Linked DNA regions of Mus musculus: region 1 is linked to region 2. Evidence: chromatin contacts called from public Hi-C data. All regions are on one chromosome and are shown on one strand. Each heading gives the region's core, a stretch centred on a gene start, on an enhancer-like site or on the middle of the called end of the contact. The rest is flanking DNA. Distances are from core to core; before and after follow the strand shown.

Region 1 (5,597 bases), core at 710-3,209, 88 kb before region 2:
TTCAGTGAGTTCAGTGGGTGCCCAAGGAGATGCCTAAGTGGAGAGAGGAAGGGAGGCCAGCGGTGAGGGGGGTGGGTGGAAGGGCAGCAAAGATCCTTACACTGCCTTGCAAGCTGCACCAGGAGGAACAACACGCACAGGAACTGAAATCCAGCCAAAGACTAACCCAGTCACAAAGCCCATGTCTCCACAGCCCGCCTTCACTAGTCAGTCTCCAGCTGCCCTGTCCAGCTAGAGAAGTTAGCAAAGGGATGGGGTGTAGGAGGTATGGGGGGGGGCGTTAAATGATATACAGGAAGTCAATCTGGCCACTGTTAGTCATCTAATGGAAGCTTCGAATTTCAGCTGAAACAAACAAACCCACTAACCAAATTATACCATGGTGACAGGACAAACATGTTACTGAGCCCAATTCCTGATCGATTGACAGAGGCAGTTCCTCCTGAGGACAATGCTTAATTTTATAGGTATCCAATGGCAGTCTGCTGTGGCGTCTGCTTATAGCTGTAAATGGAAAACTCCCCTGTCCAGGAGCCCCAACACAGCATGCACTTAGGTCAGAGTGGTGTCCCGCCTGCGCCTGTCCCCTCACAGTCACATCCTGGGGTGAAGACCCTCCCCCCATGTGCCCTCGGTCTCCCAGAGTCCAGGTCAGTGCCTGTGAAAGCCTTTTTCTTCTCTAAGGGGAGAGGGGGCTCTTCACTCTGGGGTAGCAGGATGCCCTTAGGTACAGTAAGTACAAATGCAGCTCTCAGGAGGCCCAGTGCCCTGGCCCAGGATCTCCTCCCAGCCTCTCCTGTCTAGGCCTGTGGCCAAGGTCCAAGGTGCTCAGTGAGAGGAACCAAACAAGCCCACTCAAGGCCCAGCACTATCAGGGTGGGCTCCCTCTGCTTCTCTGTAGCTCTGCATTGTGGAAACACAGGAAACAGAAACCCCAAATCCACCCCACCACACTCATCAGCACCGACTTTCCTTCTGGCTATTTGCAAGGCTCATGGGGCATTTCTCTGCTATGAACATGGTTTCTAAACATAAAATCATTTAGATCAGAAAAGTATACTGACTGCTCACCTGATTTGGAAAATAGTCAATCTGAAAACCATTAAACACTCACTGCCCAAGCCATATCTTCCTGTACCCAGAACCAAAATAGAAATAGAAATTGTAGCCGCAAATGACTTTGGCTCGCTCTGGGTTTGCCTGACCCTGCACAGCAGAAGCAGCAGCCTGCACCGAGCTTCTGGGAGCTCTAGTGGTAGTGTCAGGGGTCAACGGGATGACAGAAGGAGCTACACAGAACGGCAAGCATGCTGGGATGGGAATGGTTTTTCAAGCAACAAGGCAGCTCCAGGGGAACTGCACTTGGCCAAGATAACCAACTGCCTCCTAAGATTGACACGGTGGACAACTGGAGGGCCTGACTGCTGCATGTGCAAACTGGCTGCAGCTTCCCTCTAGTCTTGGGTAGGAAGCTGGTGATTATGCAGGGAGTGGACAGGTTGCCCTGGGGTACAACGAAGCTTCCCACATTGGCCCCAAGTGACTCCTAAGAAAGCACTGACTGCTTAATCACGGCCTCTACACAAGCACAACAGAGCCTCCACCATTGCTAACTGAACCACAACAGAGCCCCCGTTATTGCTAACTGAACCATGATAGGGTCCCTGGCACTGCTGACTGAGAAAAGTTGACAGCAACTGCAGGCCTAGTGTCAGAAAATTGGGAGCTGTTTTAACCATGTATATAAATGAGTGTCTCTGGGCCACATGCCTGTAGTAAGCATGTTACTAATAGTATGTCCATATGACTGTGTCTCACAAACACTTGCTCTCCCCAACCTCATGGACACAGAGCCTCATTTGGCTCAGCTGCCTGCTGGGTGAGCAGGGAGAGGGCGCTAGAGGATGATGAGCTCTGGTCAGAGGTCAGAGCTGAGGCTGGGACTTTACCCTCTACGGTCAGGAGAGAGGCTGCATTGACACTGGCCAAAGGGGAAGGTTTTGGCGGTCATGATGCCTGATTATCTGTAGATAACATGGACGCTGGTTCTGTTACTTAGAGCCTGGGTCTCCAGCCTCGTGGCCTCTGTCCTCCTGGCCTCACAGCAGAGATGGATTGGAGCCTAGAAGACTAGTGCTGGCCGTGCCCTGGACCTATCCAATGCCTGCCAGGTATGGGTGGTGATGGAAAACCAAGGGCAAAGGAGGAGGTAGAAGGAAATGTTACCAACGTCCCCACATACAAACCTGCCCACGTACCAGTCAACACACTATACACAGATCTTCCTGTCCTTAGTAACGATGCAGCCAACAGGACTCGGCACAGAGAAATGGACCTAGTGTGTGGTCTGGTAGGAGATGCTGCTCTGAAAGCAGCAAACTTGGTCAGGTGTGAGACCCACACTCAAAGCCACAGCCACCTGTCCTGAATGGCCGGGCATGAGAACCAAGTCCTTCTGTATTTACCTCCCACAGCTGATTCCCTCCTCCTAGAGAGGAATGAGAGAGAAAGCTCAGCAAACATGTCCAAACTCAAACCCAGAAGCTCAGTGTGGGTACACATGGGAGCTTTAAAACACCGAAATTATATACCTTCCAATTGCACTGTGGGCATATTTACAAAACACTGGATATATAACTAATGAAGACAAGGGCAGGGCTGAGTCAGCGATTACAAAACAGTTATAGTGAAAATACACATGGCTGACAACACACAGTGACTGCTGACAGCTCAGCAATTACCAACAAAACCCTGAGAATCTGAAGCTCAGGCTCCACCTTGAGGACCACACTGTATTAGGACTGGGACCGAGCCTCAGCTTCGAGGGTTGCCACCATACAGGCCTGATGGCCACACCACGGGCTACAAGCCAGGTTGAGCAGACAGGAACTCTAAGCAGGTTCGTGCAGCCTCTATCACTGGCCCTGAGGCAACTCTGAGGAAAACTACATCTTAGGGTTGGCATAAAGATATATATAAAGGATGGAAAGGAAAGCAAACAATCCATACTCAGTGATGCCTTGGGAGGGAAAACTGCAAAGCATATGTGAGCACAGAAGGCGCTGCACAGGGAGCAAAGACCTAGAAGTTAAGTTAAGCAAGACTCTGGCTAACACCACCAACCTCCACAGCATGGTGATGACCTAGCATAGCCCAGGACCACCTCAGGCTATGTGCTCATGTCTGAGGGACACCAGCAAAGTGTTCCCTGTCCTGGCTCAGCTCTGCAGAGGAGCCTTGTCCCTTTCCAGAGCCAGTTCCCCACATCCTGGCACCCACACTTCTTCCTTCAGGTGGCATGTCACTGAGTTGGGTGCAGACAGTTCATACTCACATGTAGCCTGGAACATGGGAGACCAATGGTGGTACAACTACACTCTAGTGCAGAAGCCACAGACTAGTTAAGCAAACACACCTAAAAGCCTCTCCCAAGCCTCCATGATGAGACAGACGTGGTACTGTGCCACGTGCTCAGGTCGAGTCAGCTTAAGCCGAGACGCTTAAAAGTCACTCATGAGGCAAAGAGCTTCAAGGAAGCTCTCCTTCTGGAGTCTGGCGTTCCCTCTAACCCATACATTAATTTTCCATTCCCGCGTTAGTCTAGTGTATGGATCCATGTGCTCTCTTTCAGTATTTTCCTATTATAAGTACCTTTTAAGATTGAATTCTGACATAGCTAAAGCCTCAGTGTTCCAACAGTCCTAGATCGTCCTTGAGCAAGACTTTGGGCTTGGAATTCAGTACTGCCCCTGGTATTACACTATCTCTTTGAGTAAAAGTTAGGTCACTGCCCTTCACAGGAATCTACCATCACCAAGGAAGAAAGAAGTTTCAGACCGAAGGAGAAACCAGAATAGATACTTAGAACTATAACAGAGTTACATCTATACACATATTTACAATGGCCTAAGGGGAAGGTGGACTATACAATGGACTAAAATAGGAACTATGGCAAGGGCACGAAGCCCTTGACCCTGGCTTCTAAGATTAGTGAATCTTAGAGTTGTTATCAATGAATTCTATCCCAGGTGGTTCCCGTTAGACCTTTTGTGTTTGCATTCCTCTGTTTTATGAAAGATTCCGGTTACCCCATTTGTACCTTGCGAATATGTCACCCAACTTCCTTATTGTCTTCTGCATAAAAAGTCTGATGCTTGATTTGAAAAATACATTCAGATTCCACATGACCTCTCCTGTGTGCATCTGTTTGTCACTCATCCGACGCTTTGCCCACCCGCGACTAGAGACCCGTTCCACGCAGACAAAGGGGCCCAGAGGGTCTGCAGCAGTACTGACAGACAGGGGAGACAGAGCTCAGGAAGGAAAGAGAGCAGCCAAGGAGAGACTGCACTCGGCGCACCAACCATTAGACACCAGGCTGCCAAGTGGACAGTGGTCTGCATGTAAGAACCAAGGAATACAAAGCACCCCTAGCAGTCTTTATGTTGATAGCATGGTATAGAAGTAGTTAGGGCATGTCACAATTCATCTACATTTACTGCATCTGTAACTGTGATATGAGAACACTCACATAGCAGGTAAGGCTGGTGACAGTTCACTCAACAGGGAAGATGTCTACAGCTCCAAAGGTCCTGCATAGATACCATGGCTGTGGTGGGCTAACTGGACTTTCTGGACTCTCTAAAAGATAAGCAGTTACATATCTTCCCCCATAGGACCCCCACCCACCCACCGCTGCCTTGATGCATCCTCTGTGTTATGGTTCGCAGACAGCATACCTTTGTTTCTCAGAGGAAACTTGCCGCACATGTTCTGCTCCCTCTGTCTCATCTGCCCACAGACATCAGACTCGAGGCTCAGTGCACTGAAGTGGGAAGCCAGGAGGAAAAGGTCTGTGTGATGTCCCCTCCCACTTCCACAGAGCATCCTTATCAGAGAGAAACTGAAGAATACAGTCCCAAGTCTCTGACCTAAGGCATACCCATACCCATACATGTGTGGCAATGGTTCAGACAACATCCCTTTCCCTTTGCATGCTGTCCTGGGTTGGTAGGTGGGTGGGGAGCTGGTAAAAGAGGTCCCCATGACAACAGTATTCTCCCTTTAAGGAGACAGGAGGTACTCCTCAGGGTAAAGAGACAGCTGTGCCTACCACTACCTTCCCAAGGATCTCATCATCAGAAATGCCCTCCAGTGCCCACAAACGTAACAGTGCATCTCTAAAGTAACAGTGCATCTCTAAAGTAACACTGTATCTCTAAAGTAACACTGTATCTCTAAAGTAACAGTGTATCTCTAAAGTAACACTGTATCTCTAAAGTAACTAACAGTGTATCTCTAAAGTAACAGTGCATCTCTAAAGTAACAGTGTATCTCTAAAGTAACAGTGCATCTCTAAAGTAACACTGTATCTCTAAAGTAACACTGTATCTCTAAAGTAACAGTGTATCTCTAAAGTAACACTGTATCTCTAAAGTAACTAACAGTGTATCTCTAAAGTAACAGTGCATCTCTAAAGTAACAGTGTATCTCTAAAGTAACAGTGCATCTCTAAAGTAACAGTGTATCTCTAAAGTAACAGTGCATCTCTAAAGTAACAGTGTATCTCTAAAGTAACAGTGTATCTCCAAAGTACT
Region 2 (5,119 bases), core at 1,507-4,006:
GTCCGGCTTCACCTTTGGGCTTAGCTATGCTCCTTTTTGAACACACAGTATATTGAGTTGCACAGGAAACTTTTATCTCTGGTTTGAACATTTTCTGGTTTCTTGTCTATTTTTAATACTCCGTGTCCACAGAGCACTTTCCTTTGATGCGGTCGGGCACTTTACGTCATCTACTGAGTTCTCCCGGAGTGGAGAGTGATGGATGCTGAAAATCAGAGGCCATGGGGCAACACAGGAAAGAGCTTGCCTGGCTTGGGTGGGTTTCATGGATCTAGAAAACTCCATGGTTTTGCTCAATATTTTGTTTCCTATGTGCTTTAACTATACACCCAATACTTCACTCAGGACACTGGGAGGCTTCCTCAGCTCAGGGTAATTCTGTCTTTCAAGAAAATTAACTTGAAGACTCTCCTAGAACCTTGTCACCAAGAAACATTTATATCCTTACCCCTCTCCAGAAAGGTTGACACAGATGGAGCTTACTCTGTGGGGATGGAATGAGCTGTACCAATGGCCCGACCAGACCACGCAGAGCTCAGAAAGGCCATTCAGTGTGGAGCCCAGACCATGAAGACCTGGAACAGCCAAGAGCGCCTCCGAACTCAGCCTCCACTCCTTATGATGGGGGACTGTACTCTCCAGGATCAGTTTGTAAGTTGTGGAGGTGCCCTGTATTCTTCTGAGGATTGTCGCCCCCAGGCTTACAAAGGCAGGACAAAGAGTGGCGATTCAGTTGGTTTCTAGGCCCCTTCAGTTTCCCTGGGGTCTCGGGGGTCAACTGCTTTGATTTTCTGGAAGTTCTACTGAAACAACATACAGAATTTCTCAGGCAGATGGCCACGCACACAATGCTGAGCCTGGAGGGTGTCTCTGGCTCCACGGCAGGACATGCTCCTCCAAGTCAAAGATGTGCCATGCCCTTCAGAACTCAGATAGTCTTGCTCATGCTCATTGTATCTCATTTCCTCCAGAGGAAGGAAAAGTCCACAAATGCCCCCAGTAAGCGAAATCCTTTTTGTTTATCATATATTTATCCACCACTCTATTCAAGCCTAGTTTTAATATATTCTCTACCTGTGGCCACCCACCAATCGACCTTCAGATGCACAAACTGGACAGATCATAATCTTCCACAAACTGTCTTCTCTTGATGCTTGCCCATAGGCTTGCCTCTTCTTGCCCTGGGTGACAGCTATCCCAACACCCCTGGATAGTTCTTAGAGATGTGGATAGATTTCATTGGCGTAGCACACACTGTCTCATGTGGATCTATGCTGTGGGAAGCTGCCTGTGGAGCTGCTACAGAAGCTGGTGGAGTCCATGCAGGACTTCAGACTATGTTTGCTCATGGTGCTGAGGAGGAGCTTGACCAGAGTCAGAGACCCTCAAGAGGGCTTTTTGTTTGTTTCTTCAGAGTTCTCCATTTTCCATCTACCCCTCTGACTACGCATCTGTGCATTTCTTTATTCTGCATTTAGCCTTGCCAGCTGCTGATCCTCAGGTGTCGTGAGCTGGACTAACCATGATCGTTAGTGGATAGGTGGTCCTCTCAGCATTGCTTGGCTCCTTAAGGGGCACGTAGATCAGTGGTCCATGTGCTGTCACCACAGCCTTCCCCTGTCACAGCCGGGCTGGTGGGCTGTGCCAACAGGAGACAGAAGAGACATCAGTTCGTTTCTTTACTCTGTAGCTGTGGTTGTCACCCGAGTGTGGTTGTTCGCTTTCTTTTTTTTTTTTTTTTTTTAAAGATTTATTTATTTATTATATGTAAGTACATTGTAGCTGTCTTCAGACACACCAGAAGAGGGAGTCAGATCTCGTTACGGATGGTTGTGAGCCACCATGTGGTTGCTGGGATTTGAACTCTGGACCTTCGGAAGAGCAGTCGGGTGCTCTAACCCACTGAGCCATCTCACCAGCCCAAGGTTGTTCACTTTCAAAGTGAACTTCCCAGGGACACCAAGCCTCTCATCTGCCCTGGAGAATGTGTAAAGCTGTGCTCTAGACTTTCAAATTGCAGTCAGGAGCAGAACCATCAACTTTAAGAGATGCTCCCCCCGCCACACACACACACACACATACACACACACACACATACACACACACACACACACACACACACACACACACGAGGTACTGAGCGTGACAACCCCCATACTGAGCTTATTTGTACCAGGCATGAGAATTGTTCATGCTACCCAGGTAGCTCCAGACTCTCATGCCTTGGAGCCACTGTGATTGTTAGCTCTGCCAACTCGACACAACCCAGAATTTGCTGGAAGAAGAGTTTCAGTGAGGTTGTGTTACATTGGGTTGGTCTGTGAGCATATCTATGGGGAATTGTCTTAGTTAAACTAATTGATGTAAGAAGATCCAGCTCACTGTGGGTGGCACCATTCCCTTGACAGGGAGTGAACTGTGTAAGAGTAGGTAAATTAAGTTGAGCACAAGCCACCAAGAAGGCAAGCCAGTATGCATGTGTCCATTCTCTCTGGCTGTGGAGTGACAGCTCTCTCAAGCTACTGCCACTGTGACTTCCCCACAGTGATGGACTATAACCTGGACCTGTGATCTAAAATAAACTGTCTACCCCTAAACTGGTTGCTATCCTAGTATTTCATCACGGGAACAGAAGTGAAACTAAAACAGCCACTCTGCCAGGAAAACAGTCCCAACCTCTTCCTGTAAGGGGCTCCTGGTGAAAGAACAACTTCTCCAGCCAGTTAGGAAAATAACCCCACAGTTCAGAGAAGGGGAGAGTTTAACGCACAAGGTCGTGTGCCCAGTGTGGCGCAATCCTAGACCTGCTCTGCCAGCTCAGTTCATCCCCTTCCCAGAAGCACGGCCCCTTTGGCTGCTTCCCACGTGGTTGCTGTATCAGCACAACGTAAAATGCTATCGGATCAATTAATTGCCTCTCCATGGTGTGGCCCATGGATAAGCGGTAGCCTCTTTACCCCCACATACCTGCCTATAGTCACTCAGGGCAAAGTTGCCTAATGGGCAACCATTAAGTACAGACTAGCCCATCGCCTTTCACCTAGCATTCTCTCCGTTCAGAGCTCTCCTGCTCCCCTGGTAACATCTTGAGTCAGTTAATTATCCAGGTGTTAAAACTCCAACAAATAAATGTCTTAAATAGATCAATAAAGCTTTATATGGCAGTGGCTTCATTTTCCTCTCCCTCTTCCTCTTCTTTCTTCTCCTCCTCCTCTTCCTCCTCCTCTTCTTCCCTCCTCCTTTTCTTCCTCTTCCTCTTCCTCATCTTCTTCCTCCTAGTTATCCTCCTCACAGTTATTATTATTAATTATTATTATTATTATTATTATATTCTTCTGCTTCTTTGAGACAGAGTCTCACTGTGTAGTCCTGGCTTGCCTGTAACTCGCAGAGACCCACCCATCTCTGCCTCCCAAGTGCTGGAATTGAAAGCATGCGCCACCACACCCGGCACTGTGACTGTTTCTTACACCATCAGCCTCAAAGCCTTCATTAAAGCTGGCTGTGGGCTGCATTGGGAAACACCCCTCACGGGAGTCTCACATTTATGCACATTTTTCATAGGAGACACTAATCTCCCTTTGTCCCAAGTCAACCTTTCCAGAAGGCCTACATAGTAAACAGCCTCAAAGGACAGAAGATGGTATATCCTCCAGACAGGAGCGGCTCCCTGCCTGTTACCAAACATCTGGATTCCTGTCCTCTGAGACAGCATTGCTCATGGGGTGCTGACATCCAGTTAGACCCAGCCACGGGCTTGGGGACAATTATTTGGCTCATCATGGCTGTCCCAGGATACTGGTGCTTCCTGGCAGCATCTGTGAATCCATGAAAGACTGATGGACTGGCTTATGAGTAGATAGTCTTCATAACAACAGAGCTCCTAGATCCATAGTCATAGAACAACATCAAAATAATACATGAGAGCTGGCAAAGTGGCTGAGAGGTAGAGATATTTGCTATGCAAGCCTGGCATGAATTTGGTCCCCAGAACTTACGTAAGGGTAGAAGAGAACCAACTCTACAAAGTTGTCCTCAGACTTCCACATGTGTGCTGTGGCATGTGCGAGTGCCCCTCCCTCCGCAGTAGTCATACTTTGAGTGGTGTATTAGGGCTGGAGACATTGCTCGGTGGTTAAGAGCATTGGCTGCTCTTCCAGAGGACCGAGGTTTGATTCCTAGCACCCATACAGTGGCTTACAACCATCTATAGCTCCAGTTCTGACTTGCTCCTGTGGCTTTCGAGGGTACCAGGCGTGCACATAGTACATATACATGCAGGCGAAATGCTCCTTTAAAGTAGTTTAAAAGCTAAAAAATGTATGGTAGCAAGACCTGAGAAGGCGGCAAAACTTGGAATAAGTAAGAAATTGAGTCCAAAATCACTGTGGGGAGTACAATGCCATTTAGTGACATTTAGACACACTGGCCAGGAAAATGGAGGACCATGAAATCATACAAAATGCAGGTCTCTTGATCTTCCAACCAGGTGAAGGAAAAGCCTGACTCGGCCACTTCCTTGCTGTGGTTCCTCCCCACAGGGCTGTGGGGCTCAGCTGCTCTGCTGCCAACCAAGGGAGAAACTGGTGCCTCATTTCAGCTGCTTGTCCTCCTGTCTGTCCACATCTTCACCCTCTTCTCCAGTGAATCCCCACCAGGAGTACAACTGAGTTTGGGAATTTGTTTGTTGCTAAGGTCATGTTGGCTGACAGCCCTTTTCCTCCACACTCAGTCTTCATCTCAAAATAAAAGAAACCTCTGGTTTGGTTTGGTTTGGATTACAATTCTGCACTGACAGCTTGGTGAATTTGCACACATAACCAAAATTCTTGAGCAAGGCTTGGCAGAAACAGCACCACAGAGGCAAAGGGAGCCTTGCATGTTAGCCAAGACCAGAAGAGGACCAGTTTGGAAGGATGGGGAACTAGGCGCCAAATGAAGAAATACCCAAGATCTGTTGTGAAACTGTCAGGATTCTTCCCACCATGGAGCACAGAGCAGGGCAGATGAACAAAGAAGGCAGGGAAAGAAGAGACTACAGGGAGTCGCATGCACCCGTGCATCACAGTTATAGGAGATGAACAATGAGGAAGGTCTGTCTCCTACAAAGATGCTCGAC

The links. Hi-C and Micro-C count contacts between places; a contact is called where the count stands out from the background.
Region 1: a contact with region 2 is called in a Hi-C map of liver, with 2.9 times the contacts expected there. The contact joins two enhancer-like sites. A contact is called at or near these places in 8 of 39 promoter capture datasets (3T3-L1-derived adipocytes, the HPC-7 cell line, the SN4741 cell line and 4 more), 7 of 484 Hi-C or Micro-C datasets (liver and macrophages), 3 of 115 datasets of contacts at active chromatin or transcription factors (hepatocytes and liver) and 1 of 9 other capture datasets (adipose tissue).

Annotation. Positions count from the first base shown.
Region 1 is chr8:12,795,658-12,801,254 of GRCm38.p6, reverse strand. All of the region lies in intron 1 of Atp11a (ATPase, class VI, type 11A), which reads right to left. Among named protein-coding and RNA genes, the nearest start is that of Gm15350, 33 kb to the left of the region's middle. Within about 2 kb of position 1,959, at least 15 of the 459 cell types and tissues checked have an H3K27ac peak or open chromatin away from gene starts, as enhancers often do. A contact at or near this core is called in hepatocytes and liver, where this site is marked.
Region 2 is chr8:12,709,403-12,714,521 of GRCm38.p6, reverse strand. It overlaps Gm15348 (predicted gene 15348), which reads left to right. Exons shown (of 4, transcript NR_033546.1): 3 at 459-651; 4 at 4,490-5,119. Among named protein-coding and RNA genes, the nearest start is that of Gm15348, 7.2 kb to the left of the region's middle. Within about 2 kb of position 2,756, at least 31 of the 459 cell types and tissues checked have an H3K27ac peak or open chromatin away from gene starts, as enhancers often do. A contact at or near this core is called in hepatocytes and liver, where this site is marked.